Linked DNA regions of Zea mays: region 1 is linked to region 2. Evidence: chromatin contacts called from public Hi-C data. All regions are on one chromosome and are shown on one strand. The core of a region is the stretch at or near the end of the contact, and the rest is flanking DNA. Distances in the headings are between cores, read along the strand shown. Region 1 holds the start of LOC100193331 (putative cytochrome P450 superfamily protein). Region 2 has its middle 4.5 kb from the start of LOC118476156.

Region 1 (3,752 bases), core at 549-3,048, 120 kb before region 2:
TTTCTTTTATCAGCAGCCGATGAATTCATCGGTTTTCAAGGGGCGCCATCATTCTGCCGTGTCGGCCTATGGCGTTGCCTCTCTGGATATCGGAGGGCGGCAGCAAGTGATGAAAAATGGTGGCGGTAGGTGCTGTAAAAAAAATATGGGAACGTGTCCCATTCCACTTTCAGTCAGGTTTGTTGCCGAAACCAATGTCAACAGCTACGACAATTTGTCCACTGAGATGCAATATTAGTCAAAGGTGAATCTGTTAATCTTTCAACCGTGGGCCCCACGGAGTTACTGCCCCTTTCTTTTATTTTTTGCCATCAACCTGCTGCTCTACCCGTATGTTCTCTTTCTTGCTGTTTTTTTCCTTCTCTTTCTTATCTTTCTACCCCCTCAGAGCCCAGGAGTCAGAAGGATCGCACAGCATCAAGAAACAACAGAGGCAGCAAAAGCGAAAGAAGAAAGAGCCAAGATCGAGGGCAGCATCAAGATTGCATATCTGTGTGTATACCACATACCTCCTTGGTCATCTCCTGGATGTCGACGCGGCGTCCGGCCCAGCCGTGGAGGTGGGCGCGCATGAAGGCGTCGATCTTGGGGAGGAGCGCGGCGCGGATCATGTGTGGCCGCGTGAGCGCGAGCATGGCGCCCCGCATGGCGCGGTGGAGCGGGCCGTGCACGGCGGCGATGTTGTTGGGCCCCAGGATGTCGAGCATGGACTGCGGGTAGCCCGGGACGAAGCCGGCGCCCTCGCTGGCCAGCGCCCGCCGGTTCAGCTCCGGCTCCATGCACACCACCGTGGGGCAGCCCAGGATGTGCGTCCGGAACAGGCTCCCGTACCTGCCATGCCCACCACCAGGTTCCTGCTTCAGTCCCCCTATGTGCTTGCTTTGCTGTTACTGTTAGCAAATGGTTTTTCTTTTTACCATGTCTAGCTAGCTTGTTTTGTTGTTGTTATTATTATTATTATTATTATTATGCTTATTATTATTCTGCAATAGAAAGTCGGTGTTGTTTTCCCTCTCCCTCTCTCTCTCTCCTGTCTGCCAGCAGTGGCATCATGATAAGGTGGTGGTGCTTTTGGTTTAGGATGCTGATGATGGCACGGTACTATGATAATCAGCCAGCAGAGGGCTGGAACAGGAACAGTGCTGTGCTGCGAGCTTTTGGGGAACACGACACTGATGCTCCGCCTCTGCCTCTGCTCCTCCTCCGGATCGCCACTTTTCTTTCTTTCTTTCTGCTACTACTACACTTCCTTTCTAACAAATGATTGATGCGGGCGGGGAGTGACAGACAGACACACACATACTGCAGACGGCAAGGCGAAGGCAAAGCAAGCAGGGCTCGCGCTCGCGGGCGCGCTACTCTGCTCGACTAGTGCTCTGCTCTTGCCTCTTGGAAAGACGAGAAGGGAGAAGAGGCAGAGCATGGGACGGGCGAGAGAGCGAGCGGAATGCAGCGCAGACGGGGCGGGCGGGGCACGGTACCTGAGCCTCCTCTGCTTCATGAAGCTAGGCCCCTGCTTGAGGAACTCGGTGGTCTCGCCGAAGAGCGGCCACCCCATTGTGCCCGGCGGCAGGCCCCGGCGGCGGCTGTACCGCAGCTCGTTCCACCGCAGCAGCAGGCTGCTCGCCAGCACCACGCCGAGCACGGCCAGCAGGAGCAACAGCAGCGCCATCTCTTGTGTCTCTCTTTCTCTCTCGTGCGTGTGCTGCTTCCAACAGGACGAGCGAGGAGAGGGGAAGAGTGGTGGTGGTGGTGCTCCAACTCCCCAACTCCGAGCACCGCAGAGCAAGGAGGAGGGGTGTGCTTTGGTTGCTGTTGTACTGGGTGCCGAGCATCCCTTTATATAGGCCACAGGCACACACACACCAGGTCACCTTGGCGAGACCAAGAGCTTTTTTTTCTCAGTTTATTATTTGTCACTCGGTGCCTTTCCATTTTTCTTTTTCTTCAATTTTCTCAAACTCTAATACAGAGGAGGAGCTAGGGTCCACATTCCAAGGCGGAGCGGATTGAGGCTTGACCGTGGGGTCACGACAAGCGTCAAAGCTCCTTGTGTGTGCCGTGCGTGTGCGTGTGTGAAATGTGAGAATCATGGTGCTTGCTAGGCTGCTGCTGCTACGGAGATGGAATCACGCAAGAAGAGATGAACGGCAAAGAAAGAAAGAAAGAAAGAAAAATGGAGCCACAGCGGCGGCAGCAGCGGCCGCAGTCCGATGACCTCTAGCTATCTATCCATCCATCCATCCAGTCCAGCTCTGCAGTGCACTGCACTGCACTGCTGGCGTGTGCAGTGGCCGGGCGCGCATGCTCGGCATCGGGAACGACGCTTGCCTCGCGGCGCGGTGCCCACCCAACCCATGTGTGCGCGTCTGCTCCTGCGCGGCGCACGCTTGCTTGTTTGTTTCCAGGCCACTGCGCACCGCCCCGCATCTTGTTGTATGCTGTACGGCACGGCCGCTTATTAGGAGGTCTTGGATCCGCTCCAGTAATAATTCCAGCGCCGGCTTAAAAAAAATTAGCCGTGGTAGATCTCAACAGGCCAATATAATAATAATATATCGAGTAATAATTATTCGCTGGATAACTAGCCAATTCTTAGACAATAGTAGTCAATAGTGAGTTTAACTATGCTGTCATGTCATATATGGTCGATTAAAAGTCTACTCATAAAATAACCCTATAATAATAAATAAGTTATATATTTTCTCCTATCTCTATTTCATTATTTTTCTTCCACGTTATCTTAAATCTGACGTGGCATATTTTACAGACGACACACATCATCTTAGTATACTTGGTCTTAAAACATATCCAGCAATTTACTCATACCTATATTCAAGCTACACTCTATAAACAGTGCAATTTACAATGTAAAATAATGCAAAAACGGTGTTTTTAGTGACCATATAAGTGCAATGTACAGTAGTTTACTCATATGGTCACCAAAAAAATCATCTTTTTGCACTGTGTTGCACTGTAGATTGTATTGTTTATAGAGTGTAGTTTAAATATGACTATGAGTAAGCTGTTGTAGATAGTCTTAGCTGTATATATTAAGCTCACAACCTATGGCTTTGGCCTTGAAACCTTTCAAAAACTAAAAAAGACGGTCGAAAGCCAAAAGGCTTTGAATTAAGTTTTCGGCATTTGGGCTATCTCGAGCCTTTTTTGCTTTCGAAAGGTGAAGTCTAAAAGCTCCTAAGAAACTATTATTGTTTGATTTAACTACTCTAATATTTGAATTGTTACCTGGATGCTCAATAAATAATTTATGCGTTGGGTATATACGGGGGTTGTTGTTAGCTGGTTGTTTGGCTAACGGGTATCTCATTAAACCACTCGAACGCTAGCTAATATATAGCAGTTAATACTAGCCAAAACAAAACACTCCTTGGTTCCCCCACATTCTCCATTAACGCAGGGTCGTATATAACGGGGTGCGGAGGGTGAGGCCGTACCAGACCCAAAAAATAGAGGACCCCCTAACTACTAGACGCTAGCAAATTTTTTGTTAAATCTATTTATTCTAGACACAAATACGCAAAGAACGATTGCGCTATCGACCAGTCTCGTTTAGATTATTAACTAATGTCTCAATTACTTATGAATACTCCATCCGTTTCAAAATAATTTAGCTCTTGATTTTTATGTTCATATTAAACTAGATGACGATGAATCCACTAAAGAAGCAAAATAAATTCTATTTTGATATAGAGAGAGAGTACTATTTACTATACATATGATGGTTGCAT
Region 2 (3,676 bases), core at 568-3,067:
ACGGCTGAGACAGAATGTGGCAAGGAGCAATACTCTTCTTAGATTGATCTTTGCTAATCCTCCTAGGTACAAACTAAGGACTTTATATAGTCCAGTACAGGCGCACATAAACTGCTGTCGCCCCTATTTATTCTCTAACAAACTCCTACTAATTCTCTTTTGATATCTAATCTAAACAAACTTATCCTTATCCCTCTAATCTTGATCTCCTGGCGTGGCCTTGCCTATGGGCTGCTTGGGCCGCCTTTCATATGTTTTACCCACCATAACAGATAGTTTCTACATCCGAGGCCGCTTACAAAATTTGAATTTCAAATTTGAAAACTCCACAATAATTTTTCTATGATAAGATGATTTCAAATTTAAAGTTTGTCAATTTCAAAGTTTCATTACATTTGAAGACCTACAACTTTTATTTTGGTGGTTTTTTTCCATCCGAGGTAGTTTGAAAAATTCAATTTTTAAAATTCAAACATAGTTTTGCATGATAATATGATTTCAAACCAAAACATTGTCAACTATAAAGTTTCATAACTTTTCAATACCTACAATTTTCATGTTGGTAGTTTTTGCATTCGAGGTCGTTTTCAAAATTCAAATTTTAAAATTTTTAAATCCAGACGTAGTTTTCGTTGACAAGATGACTTCAAATGAATAAGTTACGAACTACAAAATTCTATAACTTATCAAGATCTACAAAGTTTATTTTGTTTGTTTGGTCATTTGTTAATCCGACATAATGGTTCTAACATTATTCATAAATTTTGTACATCTCTCCTGTAGTATCATAAACTACGATAGAGATATATATGTTTTATGAACAAATTTATTTTTATTTTGTAATATGAGAAATGATTAAAATATAAATTGTACATCTCGAGAAGTTATACAAATCTTTAGTTGAAAACATTTTCATTTGAATTAATTTACTGCTTCAAAATATGATTTTTAAATTGTCTTTGCCTAGTGTTGAAAAAAACAAGCTCTTTAACTAGTGTCTAAAAAAACGCTCGGCAAAGAAACTCTTTGTCAAGTGTCAAAAATAAAACACTCGGCAAAGAGTTTTATTTGTCGAGTGTTTTTTTACCGAGTGTTTTTTGTTTGACACTCGACAAAAAGCTTATTTACCGAGTGCTGAAAAAAGCAATCGATAAATTATTTGGCATTCGGTAAAGAGCCGAATTCTGATAGTATATGTTGTGGCCACGGACTCACTCACGAGAGACCTAAACATTAAATGTTCACAAAAGGGGCTAAAATAATAAAGAAAATAGAGTCGGCGTGCACGAAGATGGACGGACCACGGATAGTTACGTGCACGTACTTAGGTACGTACATCCCTGTTCTGCATTTGCATTCTATATATATAAAAATACATGCACACGAGCGGGGAATGATGTGGGAGGGATGTCGGTGGCTCCCCCTGGATTCCACATGCATGCATGTTTGCATAGGCGTCGATCACTCACATGCATGCATGGCGGCCGCACATGTATGCCCATCCCTCAAATCAGGTTTTTATATATCGAGATCTAACAAAATTGCAGCGACCTAAATGTATAGTTTTAAAATAATATTTATATAATAAAGTATATTAAAGTATAGTTGTAGTGTATATCCTTGTACTAGCTAGGGACGCGTCTGTGTCTGTGTCTGTGTTTGGTTGGTTGGTTGTCGTTGGCGTGACGACGTGCGCATGGATCGGCCGGACAGTCGCGCGCCATGAATTGAATCAATCAAATCAGAGTTGCACGAGGGCCTCTCCCTTGTCGTGGCATGCGGCCGGCCTCTGCATCGTCCTCCTCGCCGTCCCGTCCCAGGCCGGACCGGATGGATGCCCTCTCGCTTTCCTGTTCCTGCTGCTGTGCGCCTGCTCAGCACCCTGGTTCGTCCATGCACGCATGTGACTAGTCGCGTAGCTAGCTAGGTACGGACGGTGGAGCCAGCGTCGCAAAAATTACGTACGGGTCAAATCCACACTCTCGAATTCTATTAAAAAAGAAAAGAAAAGGGTGAGGAAAAGCAAATAAATAGACAAACACTCGAATTTTTTCTATAACAAAGTACGTAGTCGCATAAATAAGACAAGGAAGAGGTCCACCTAATTATTGATTTGTTAGGAACCTAAGCCCCCATCATGCATGCTACCACTACTCCCTTCATCAAGGAAGCATTTACTATCCCAAACCGAGGTTTGTTTGCAACTTTCGCTCGAACAGGGGAGTGCCGTGCGTGCGTGTCTATGGCCCCGCTGTTGGACTGCTGGAGCGAGGCCAGCCATAGAATAATTAGCTAGGAGCTACGCGCGCTACGGCGACGACTGAGCTTTCTTGAAGTGAGCAAAAGCTCGCGACTACCGGCCGGCCGGCCCGCCGGATTTGCGCCAAAAGGAAAGGAAAAAGAGCGGGGCGGGCAAATGAAACCTCATTCTATTCGTTAGCAATGCAAGGACTAGTCCTCCAGGATATGCATGTGCATGCAATATTGGTAATGCAAGAAGAAACTTGGCATATAGTGACGACCACGACGACGACGCGTTCCAATCTCCAGGTCATGGTTGTACGTAACTAGTACTACGACTACTCGTTGGCCACTGGGTCGGAACAAATAAAGCGCACACGCGTACGTACGTACGTTAGGCCTTGTAGCACACATGTAATTGAAGGAGGAGAATGGACATCCCACTCACCACATAGATAGTAGTACGTGTGGTCGTAGTAGCCAGCTATAGTGAGGTTATCTCCAGCGGCTCTTCTATCTTATTTTCTATCTCGTCTCCTATTCTAAAGTTCGCTCTGCAAACAATACTATCTATATAGTAAAAAAAAATAGTGTTTTGCACAACCTTACGCACGATCATCCGCTGAATATAACCTAACAGTACTTGGGTATGCACAAGATCGACTAGCTATTAGCTAGTGATAGTAACGAGTCGCCACGGTCGTAGGGGGGTGTCCAAACATATCGTTTTTTATACTATGAGCTAAAACGAAGCGACTCGTTAGTCATGGTGGGCGACAATGACGACGACATGGTAAAAAGTAGTCTAAAAGATATGTTAGTGCTAAAAAGCTTTAACTAGCTTTTGTAGCTAGTTAGCTGTCGGACATAAGTCTAAGCCGTCAGAAATAGATTATTTCCAACTGTCAAAGTCTTATCTCTGACGGTACCCAGCCCTAAGACGTTACAGACAAAAGACAACGTTATTTCCGACGTTGGCCATCGGATATAAGCTACCTCCGACGGCCACGTCAGGCCGTCGGAGATTATTCGATGGCCACAAGCCCTAACATAAACAATCTAAAGGTATATTGTTGCAGTAGGAGCGCGCGAGCGTGCAAGTGCAACCAATGCAGCGAAAACAGGAGATGGTTGTTTGACGATCACATGATGCATGACAAGAGGCGCCACCGGGAAAGCAACAGCGCGCAAGCTCTGCGTGCGTGCGTGCGTACGTGCACACTGGCTCTCCTCTAGAAAAAACCAATTAAAGGCGTGCATGACAGCTACCCGCGGCCCGGCCTAGCTCTCATCATTATCAAATCATTGAAAGGATCGGATCGAGCGCCGTCGCTTTAGCAGCACTTGCGCCGTTTGCCGCCTGGACGCCATCAACGCCACGTACGTACGTACGCCAGGGCTGTGCTGCTGCTGCTGGCTGGTGATGCTAATATAT

Evidence for each region. A called contact is a pair of places that touch in the nucleus more often than the background predicts.
Region 1: a contact with region 2 is called in a Hi-C map of tassel, with 4 times the contacts expected there. The contact joins the promoter of LOC100193331 here to the enhancer-like site in region 2. A contact is called at or near these places in 12 of 25 Hi-C or Micro-C datasets (bundle sheath, ear, endosperm and 5 more) and 1 of 3 datasets of contacts at active chromatin or transcription factors (leaf).

What each region holds. Positions count from the first base shown.
Region 1 is chr1:255,221,821-255,225,572 of Zm-B73-REFERENCE-NAM-5.0, reverse strand. LOC100193331 (putative cytochrome P450 superfamily protein) reads right to left here and starts at 1,798. Exons shown (of 9, transcript NM_001138467.1): 1 at 1,482-1,798; 2 at 510-831. The coding sequence starts at 1,672.
Region 2 is chr1:255,102,367-255,106,042 of Zm-B73-REFERENCE-NAM-5.0, reverse strand. No RefSeq gene overlaps it. Among protein-coding and RNA genes, the nearest start is that of LOC118476156, 4.5 kb to the right of the region's middle. Within about 2 kb of position 1,817, at least 18 of the 20 cell types and tissues checked have an H3K27ac peak or open chromatin away from gene starts, as enhancers often do. A contact at or near this core is called in bundle sheath, ear, endosperm and 3 more, where this site is marked.